2 separate regions of the Sus scrofa genome follow, and region 1 is linked to region 2. Evidence: chromatin contacts called from public HiChIP or PLAC-seq data. All regions are on one chromosome and are shown on one strand. The core of a region is the stretch at or near the end of the contact, and the rest is flanking DNA. Distances in the headings are between cores, read along the strand shown. Region 1 overlaps GNPTAB (N-acetylglucosamine-1-phosphotransferase subunits alpha/beta). Region 2 has its middle 94 kb from the start of IGF1.

The links. HiChIP or PLAC-seq counts read pairs in DNA pulled down with a chosen protein or histone mark.
Region 1: an H3K27ac HiChIP or PLAC-seq map of alveolar macrophages shows a contact between it and region 2. The contact joins two enhancer-like sites. A contact is called at or near these places in 2 of 47 Hi-C or Micro-C datasets (both in embryonic fibroblasts) and 1 of 2 datasets of contacts at active chromatin or transcription factors (alveolar macrophages).

Annotation. Positions count from the first base shown.
Region 1 is chr5:82,300,646-82,305,703 of Sscrofa11.1, reverse strand. The region is part of intron 4 of GNPTAB (N-acetylglucosamine-1-phosphotransferase subunits alpha/beta); the gene reads right to left. It overlaps DRAM1 (DNA damage regulated autophagy modulator 1), which reads left to right. Exons shown (of 7, transcript NM_001190286.1): 4 at 3,287-3,464. Among named protein-coding and RNA genes, the nearest start is that of DRAM1, 22 kb to the left of the region's middle. Within about 2 kb of position 2,388, at least 5 of the 83 cell types and tissues checked have an H3K27ac peak or open chromatin away from gene starts, as enhancers often do. A contact at or near this core is called in alveolar macrophages, where this site is marked.
Region 2 is chr5:81,872,732-81,877,532 of Sscrofa11.1, reverse strand. It overlaps a transcript of IGF1 not described here. Among named protein-coding and RNA genes, the nearest start is that of IGF1, 94 kb to the right of the region's middle. Within about 2 kb of position 2,407, at least 11 of the 83 cell types and tissues checked have an H3K27ac peak or open chromatin away from gene starts, as enhancers often do. A contact at or near this core is called in alveolar macrophages, where this site is marked.

The sequences.
Region 1 (5,058 bases), core at 1,139-3,638, 430 kb before region 2:
TATATTTCTTTTCTTTTTTCTTTTTCTTTTTTCCCCCCCATACTTGTGGCACATGGAAGTTCCTGAGCCAGGGATCAAACCCTCGAGACAGCAGTGACCCAAGCTACAGCAGTGACAACACCACATCCTTAACCCACTGAGCCACCAGGGAACTCTGAGGTGTTATATTTCTTTCTCTTTTCTTCATGGTTTTTTGTTTGTCTTTTGTCTTTTTAGAGCTGCACTCGAGGCATGTAGAGGTTCACAGGCTAGGGGTCAAATTGGAGCTGTAGCCGCCAGCATATACCACAACCACAGCAGCATGGGGTCCGAGCCGAGTCTGCAACCTACACCACAGCTCAAGGCAGCGCTGGATCCTTAACCCACTGACGGAGGCCGGGGATCGAACCTGTGTCCTCATGGATGCCAGTCAGATTCGTTTCTTCTGAGCCGGGAGGGGAACTTCTCTGTCAGATTCTTTTCCCACATAGATTATTACAGAATATTGGGTAGAGTTCTCTGTGCTGAGGTGTTGTATTTCTAATGAGTACTAATTGTAATAGCACTTGCCTCACAGGCCTGTTGCTAGGATTCAGCCACACAATGGACAGTCCTCAGGAGTCGGTACCGGGTGGCCATCGTGGTCATTGGTTCATCATTAGAGGCCGACACTCCCTGTGTGACCACAGAAAGGAAGTTACTCCTGGGGGACTTTTGGTTCTGCCGGGGTACTCCTTGAGGTTTTTTTCCCATGAGAAGCGAGTTGATCTCGTGCGATGCTTACTTTCATAAAAAGCTGTCAGCCTTCAGCCCTGGCAGGCTGAAGCCACAGCAAAGGGGCGCTGCCCCCCTAGCCTGGACCTGGGAGGCCAGTAACTTCTGATCGCCACCTGCATCGCCTGCTGTCCACCTGTTCTCTAATCTCTGCCCCTCATGAAGCCAGACCATTATCAGAGAGCCCTCTGCCTGACCTGCACTTTTTCCACCCTGCCCATGAAGGAAGCCATCTGTCACGGGCTGGGTGGGAGGGAGGAGGCGGGGGACAGTGTAATAAAGTGCTCTGGGAAGCTCAGTGCTGGGGTTCGAGGGGTGAGGCACCGTTCCTTGTATTACGCAGAATCTTCAAGATAGCCTGGTGCAGGGAGAGACGCTCAGGTCTAGCGCCCAACAGGTTTTCATTGGGGGACGTTAGAAATCCCTACGCACCAGTGTTCCCTTGTTAACACTGGCGAAGGGCCAGAGCGGAATTTGCAGCCTCCCTGGAGCAAGTGCATGAGGCTTGTTGGGGGGCATCTTGTGAACTCAGTTTCCTTCTGGCTCCACTGAGCTTTCCTATCCTTATCCTCTCTGTATGAGGAAACAAACACCACTAGTTGTCTGTGACATGTGTCACATGGCAGAGACTGTGCTGTTTCCTTACATTTTATGATTGTGCGCATTTTGGGTTTCATCACAACATGTATGGAGGTTTTCTAGGCGATAGACATTTTTGAAAATATTTCATGCCGTGACACGTATCATTCTAACATCGCCCTTAGAAGATAGGTAATATTACTGTCCTCATTTATCAATGGAGAAAAGGAGACCCAGAGAGGTAGCACTTGCCCAAGATCACAGGAGTCATGAAAGGCACAAGCTACCTTTGAATCGAAGCAGTCTGCCCAGAACCTGCCAGGAAGAGTTCACCTCAAAGCCAGAATGAGGGAATCTCAGTGAGAAAAAGCATGCACACAGTTCATAGTTCTAGCATCAGAAAGCATGCTGGAAAAAAAAAAAAATTTGAAAGGGAAGAGGGAGAGTTCCATTGTGGTGCAGCAAATCCAATTAGTATCTATGAGGATAAGGATCTGATCCCTGGCCTCGCTCAGTGGGTTAAGGATCCAGCGTTGCCAGGAGCTGGGGTATAGGTCACAGGCACGGCTCAGATCTAGTGTTGCTGTGGCTGTGGTGTAGGGCGGCAGCTGTAGCTCTGATTGAACCCCTTGCCTTGGAACTTCCATATGCCTAGGGTGCAACCCTAAAAAGAAAAAAAAAAAGAAAAAGAAAAAGAAAGGGACAAGGGAGAGCTGGAATGACTTAATTTGTCTAGAAGAGTGTGGGTATGAAGTGTTCCGTGGGGGGAGGGTGTGCACTCTATGATATCCCGTCACAATGATACAGCATCGCAACATCATAATGATACGGCTGTCAATGTTTAAACCAAAAAGGACAGACTTTAGGAAGAAGACTTAGGGGGTTAGAGCATGAAGCTTTTGCTTCCCTTTAAAGCTTCTGTGAAGTGTTTCCATCTTCACATGGACCAGAAATAGACTCTCTTTCCCCTAGAGCAAAGTGTTTGCCTTGTCATTGTTCCCATAAATATAGTTTTTTACGACTTCCGTGTTTGATATCCTGTAATTCATTTTCGACATGCCATGAGCAAACCAGCTTGAGCTGTTACCTCAAGAAGAACTAGAGATGTGGGGGCAAGAGAGAGCATTGACTGGCGCTTTTTCCTGAGTGGGAGTTAATTGCATTTATCAGAAGTTCTTGTTCCTGAACTGGTGGGTGGGATGGCTACTTTTTCCCCCCTTTCTTTCTTGGTCTCAGCATTCGGAAGTTCCTGGGTCAGGGATCGAACGCGTGCCGCAAAAGTGACCTAAGCAACAACAGTGACAATGCCAGACCATTAATTCACTGAGCCACTAGGAACTCTAGGATGGCTACTTTTTTGCTGTGTCCTCACCAAGCAGTTTCTGTCAGTGCTTTCCTGCACCTCAAGAAATCTCCTTTTTGGAAAAGTTAAGTTTTCTGAGGTTGAACCCACTTGACAGTCAATTTTCTCTCTCTCTCTCTTTTTTTTTTTACTATCTTTTCAATTAACAAGAGAGTTTCCAAAAAGGTGCCAGACGTCGTCTGAACCTTTCTCCAAAATTCCTGTCTGATCTGAGTCATTTCCCTTCTAAAGAATATTTTTTCCTTTTCTTTCTTTTTTTTTTAGGGCCACACCTACGGCACACGAAGGTTCCCGGTCTCCGGGGGCAAATCAGAGTTGTAGCCACTGGCCTATGCCACGGCCTCAGCAATGCCAGATCTGAGCTGTGTCTGTGATCCCACCTCATCGCTCACAACAACACTGGATCCTTAACCCACTGAGCGAGGCCAGGAATTGAACCTGCCTCCTCACGGATCCTAGTTGGGTTTCTTTCTGCTGAGCCAAACAGAAAATCCAGAAGTACTTTTTATTTCATATATAATGTCCCTAAGTGGATATGCCCGTGCATTTGGCTCTCGATGTGTAACATCTCATGTGTGACTTTCTCTCCAGGAGTTAGCTGTCCCGGTGGTGCACGACGGTGGCGCCCTCTTGGCATTTGTCTGCGGTGTCGTGTACACGCTCCTGCAGTCCATCATCTCCTACAAGTCGTGTCCCCAGTGGAACCGCCTTTCCACGTGTCATGTCCGGATGGCCATCTCTGCCGTCTCCTGTGCAGCCGTCATCCCCAGTATCCTTTTCCATCACATCTGTCAGTGTCCTTGTAAGCCTGACACCCCCACCCCACCCCCCAAAGCCATGGAGAAAGCCGAGGTTAACAGCCAAGTGTCAACATGCCTCAGGACAACAATTGGGAGAAAAGGGTAAATCATTAAGAAAATATCTCAACATTGTCTGGTTAGATCAAAAAAATCTTTGGGCAAAAGAATGGTGTGAAAGGCAAATGGAAAAATATGTCAGAACACTTCAGTATCTGTTTACTTTCCTTCCACAGGGTCGATTTCATGAGCCATGTGAAAATATTTATTTTTCTTTGTAGTGCTTGGCTAAAGACATCAAATATTGATATTGTACTTAAAGTAACAGCCTTGTGGAGTCCCAAGAGGCCAGACTCTTCCTTTCTCCCCACACGAAGGTGATTAGATGGTTTGATTTACTAGTCCATATCAAGACGGTTTAAAAAGCTCTATATGATTTACTTTTCTAAATCACTTAAAATACATTTAGCCTTTTCTTTTTATAGCTGGTTTCATTTTCAAGAAAAAAAAAAATTGGAGTTCCCATTGTGGCTCATTGGTAACGAAGCCAACTAGTATCCATGAGGTTGTGGGTTTAATCCCTGGCCTCACTCAGTGGGTTAAGGATCCGGCGTTGCCATGAGCTGTGGTGTAGGTCGCAGACTCGGCTCAGATCCCGAGTTGCTGTGGCTGTGGCGTAGGCCGGCAGCTGCAGCTCAGATTTGACCCCTAGCCTGGGAACCTCCATATGCCGCAGATGTGGCCATCCCCCAAAATAATAAATTTATCACACTTGTATATTCTGATTTAGAAGAATGAAAACCATCCCTCCCTCCTTCCCTTCCTTTTTTTCTTTTCCTTTTTTCCCCCAGAGAGGTATTTAACAAAAAATAAAATTGAGAAGCTGTGGTCTTTTGGGGTGGGAAATTTCCCATCTTTCAAAATAACATTTACAGTCATATCAAATGCTGGTTTGTGTACAAAGTGGGCAAGCTTGAGTAAAAAGACATGATGCCATCATGTACTTCTAAGTATTAAGCTTTGTATTTTTTAATTTATTTTTTAATGGAAGTATAGTTGATTAAGTTTGCATTTCTCTTTTAAAAATCAGAGCTATACAAAATGTGAGGTCTAAATCTATGGTTTGGGGTTTCGTTTTTGTCATTTAGAGACGGAAATTTTTAATTACAAAATTTCTAAGCACAGAGAAACCAGTTCTAGTATTGAGAAATTTAACAACAAACTGTATACCCTGGTTCCTAAGATATTTCATTCTCCATTTCCTTGTCCTGTTTATGGATTGAATATACTCATGTTTTCTCTTGAAATGTATCTCCTCAACTTTTAGCTTGTGTTAACTGTAAGATTTATAGAACTGTTTGTAGGGTTATAAAGTTTTCTTGGTGTAGGAAGCCTTTCTTTGCTTTCAACTTTGGAGACAAATCACTAGGTATTAAAATGAGAGGGTTTTAGCAGAATCAGCTTTTCAGGCCAGAGTTTCACATACTCAGTTCTAGGAGGTTCTTTTTGTTTTTGTTTTTTGTTTCTTGTTTTTTTCAGGGCCACACCCACAGCATATGGAGGATC
Region 2 (4,801 bases), core at 1,158-3,657:
TGGTTCCTACAGCTACTTTGTAAGAAGGCTATAGCAATTATTTCCTCATGTTTGCTAAGTCAGCTGGAGGAGAATAGAACTTTGCTTGAAGATGCAAGTTGCTTCAGAGAGGAAGTAGAAATTTACAAAATGGGAAATTTCAGGTTCAGATGGTGGTAGGCCATATGGTCAAAATTTTCCTATGGTGGATTCCAGAATTATGATGTACCACTATCATGATTTAGAGTCTCAGAACAAGGAGAGACTTTGATGGCTCTGTGGTTGAGTGTAGGAAAGGATATTATGTGTTTCCATTACTTTGGTGCTTGGACCTTTGTCTTGCTTCCTTTTTAAGTCTTCTGGCCTTGTCTACTGGTGGTCTCACACTAGGTTGTGGGAAAAGAGCCCTTTGCTTCCTTCACAAAGCAATACAATGGCACCTTTAGCGGTGGCTTGATGGAACCTGGGAGCTCAACGCGGTGTCTGACTCAGTGCCTGGCACATGGCAAGGCACTCAGGGAGCATTTGTTGACCTGAGTTGAGATGAAATCAGCAGAGCTGTGCTAAACTATATCAGGGCAGCCTTAGGCAAGTCATTTCCCTTCTCTAAGCTCATTCTTTTCACCTGCAAAATAACAGACAACCTCTGATGTTTCTTCCCAGTCAGAGATTATATATATTTTGGCATCTCTTTTTCAAAAAATCCCAGAAATTTGAATCTAGGAGTGATTTGGAAAGTCAGTTAGCCCAACCCACGGCTTGTTCAAGGCAGAGCCAGACTATTCAAAGAAGTAGACATTTGGCAACTTTGTGGTTTGTGTAATAGTGAAAGTCAGCCAAAAGGAATAATTCAGATTGAAAATCATCTGAGGGCCAGAGTTATTCTCTTTTGCTCAATATCCATCAAGTTAATGGGAAATAGTTAAGTCTCTGCTTTGGTTTTCTTCCTTGTTTTCTACTAATGTATAACTTATAGCAAAATATGCAGACCTTAAATGTACAGCTTAATGAATTTTTATGTATGTATCCATCCATACAGCTACCTCCTGCATCAAGATATAGAATATTTCAACACCAGAAGAGCTCCCCCGTAGCCTCTTCCGGTCACTATCCTCTCTCAAGGAATAGAGGTCTAATTTCTTACACCATAGGTTGTTCTTGCCTAGTTTTGAACTTTATGTGAATGGAATCACACAGTGTATAGCCTATTATGTCTGACTTTTTCACTTAACATTATATCTGAGATTTATCAATATTATTTTATATTCCAGTAGATGGTTTTCTTTTTAATTGCTAGGTGTGAATTGTGTAAGTGTATCACCTTGTATGGCTACCACAACTTAAGAATTCACCAGTGCAGAAATATTTCTGTATTTCTCCTACAGCCCAGTAGAAAAAGTCAGAAGACTTGTGTTCGAATCTTAATTTTACTGCTAAGTAACTACGTGAACTTCTTTTTCTCTGGGCCAGTTTTTCTCATTTGTGGATGAAGAGGTTGGACTAAAGCAGTTTTTCCAAGTTTAATGTTCAACAGATTACTAATCACAGTCTCTATAAGCAATTGGAAGAGAGTCACAATCTCATATCTGACAAAGAACTCGTATCAGGAATGTATAAGGGACTCCTAGCAATCAATAGGCAAATAAGACAAAAAGACGACTCAACTAAGAACAGGAGATAGGCTGTGTGTGTGTGTGTGTGTGTGTGTGTGTATTACAGTTGTTACAATAGAGAAGAAATTTGTTAAGGGAAATCTGCGGGTGCTATGATTATGTAAAGAATATATTGAAGCGCTCAGAAACATTTGGTCATCTACATGCTGCAGGAGCTGATTTTCAAAAAAGCATCCTCCTATATTGTCTTCTGTGAGGGAGGCACCATGTTTAATTTTAATGAATGCACGAAATCCACATGAAAGTCTTCATAAACTGTAAAGCTTTCTGCAAATGAAAGGCATTATTATTATTCCAGATACAATATGAATGCAGCTGACATCAACCACCATTCATCCCAGCTGCAGGTGTAATGACCAACAAGGGTATTTTCCTTTGTTCCTTTGCCATGGCCATGGGAGACTGTCTGAACCCAATACACAAATAACAGCTGTGATTTTAATTGAGACTTTTGAGTGGATAAGCAAGGTGTACGCTGAACGCATAGCAACAGATAGATTTTCACTTGGGCAGTCACATTATTATTTCCTCAGACTTTGAAAAGGGAAAGTTTTAACAGACCTCTTGGAAGTGACCCTTGTTTTTCCCCCCACCTGTTCGCAGTTACTGTCACAGTATGCGTCATCTCTCTCCCACGCGCACAGTGGGAAAACAACTTAGCCATCCAGAGCAAAGACAGTGTTTTGCTGTGTCAGGGCTACAAGAGTCTGCATATGGTTCGTTGTCCATTTCCCAATTAGGCTCCCTCCCTAAGCACTGGAGTTTTCTGCCCAGAGAGCCTGCCTGGGATCCTTATCATTTCAACAGAAATAAGTCAGCATGAGAGGCCACGGCAAAGCAGAATTTTGCCAGAATGCTTGTGGTCTCTGCCTTGCCCTTTTAAAAGATTTTGCAACTCTGGTCTTGCCTTAGCAGGGTGAGAAATTGTCCCAACAACGTAATCAACCCAGATTGGTCAACCAAAGGGAATTTGCTTGTTCACTCACATTTGCTGCCGGTATCTTCTTGGACCAGGATATCCTGTGGCTCTGCCCCTTGACTGGAGTCACTAACTCTTGGTATTCCCTTTCCAGTCTTGTGCATAGATGTGTTTCAGACTTTGTATTTGCCCATTAATGTTTCCCCTATGATAGACTGAGCAGCTCTGTAGTAAAACACACAAACACGTGCACACACACACACACACACACACTCCTAATCTAAATACTATAGTTGTAGAGGGAAAGGGTTTCAGAGTCCAGAAAACCTGGGTTTGAATCCTGGATTTATCACTGCACCTAGATGATAAGCCTCAGCCATCTTATCTGTAAAATGAGGATAAAAATACCTTCCTCGCTCCCAGGATTCTTGTGAAATCAAGAGAAGCAATACGTGGATACCTTCCTGGAGAGATGTGGCCCACGGTAATTGCCTCATAAACAGTGGGTGAAATGATCTTTCTGTAGACGGTACAACTGGGACAGTCAGCCAGGGCAGGGAAGTGGCCAGCCCAAGTTTTTCAGTAAGTTAACAGCAGACTCAGGACAAAAGCTAAGGCCCAGAGCTCTTTAACACTCTGGAGCAAAGGGGGCCATGTCCAAGAATTCCTTCTGCAGGTTTGGGGAGGAGACAAAACAAAACAAAACAAAATGAAACATGGCACTTCAATGAGGTGAATTATTAAGCTTTGGTGATTTTTTAAAAACTGACTGGCCTGTAGTTGACTAGCTTGAAAGAGAGGTTTTTGGTTTTGTTTTTGAAATCCTAATCTCTATGTTTCAGCATTTCTTCCCTGTTCAGCCAAAGGCATCTGTATTGCTTTGAGGAGAGTTAGGATTGTTAGATCAGGAAAGCGAAAAGGAAGAAACTAATAAAAGAGGTTCTTTCAGCTCACAACAGAAGCATGGCTTCCAGTGCCAGAGCTTTAGATTTGGAAGAGCCAGGTTTTGAGAGAGGAGAGAGCCCTTGAGAATCCCAAAGGAAGATTCTTAAGAAAGCAGGCTATGGAATCTATGACATAAAATTAGGTGGCAAAGGGAATAGGGAAAGAACCAGGCACCTGAGCCCGCTCTCTGGACCAGTGGTGCGTGGTCACCTAAATAGAAGAGGGAGAGGAGAAGTGGTAGGCTGAGGGTTGGATGAGCAGGCCAGATGGAAGGAGATCAGAGGTGGGGTGCTGGCAAGCATAGAGGGATGGGGTGTCCTGCAGACTCTGCATTGCCATTTAGGGGAGAGCCACGTGGGCTGTTTCTCTCAGCCTTTTCTGTTGAAGACCCTCTGTAAACAGCTGCCTGCATGTCACCCATGGATTTTCATCAGAAGTGACAGCCATAGTGCCTCAAGATTTTGCTAACCTCCATTTGAGCTACCTATTTGGATATTTCTCTTTTTAATGGCCAAGGACACTAATAAATGTGTGAAACACAGGCACAGTCTCCAGATGATGGGTGGGAATGTGGAGGGGAAGCCCCTAGCACTCGTATCCAACCGTCTTCATTACTTTGATTTAATTTCAGTTTTAGCAAATTGATAGAGCCTAGAGTAGTCTCTGGAGCCAGGCCACTCACTGCCTTGTATCCTGGTTCTATCTCCTGATTAGCTTGGAAGCTTTGAGGGAGTATACGAAACTCTTGACTTCCTCATCTGCCAGGGGCCATAATCACAGTATCTAGCACATAGGTTTGCAGTATGAATAGAAATGAATTAATATACATATAGGACTTGCTGAGAACAATGCCTTATACATAGTAGGGTTCAATAATTGTCACTTACAGTTATTCTTACTGTTTGTGTTCAGCCACACCAAGACGTGTGTGTGTGTGTGTGTGTGTGTGTGTGGTATAGAGCTGACCAACTCTGTTTTTTTACAATAGCCAAGAGAGAATTTGCTTTCTGGGGTTTTTCACTTGATTTTTTTTTTATTCATTCATTTGTAAATGCTTTCAAGAAATATTTATTGGATCCCTTCTATATGTTCTCCAGGCACTGCACAAGGTGCTGAAGATAAAATGACGTACAAAACAGACATATCCCTGTCCTCTTGTGGTTTGCCACCCCAGCTATTCTCTTCCAATAACCCCCTTCCCTTCTTCTGATCTGGGGGTCTGGGCCACTGTCCTGAGTGCATTTCCTAGTGCTGGCAGTCTGGGGTCCTGCAGCAGGCCATAAAA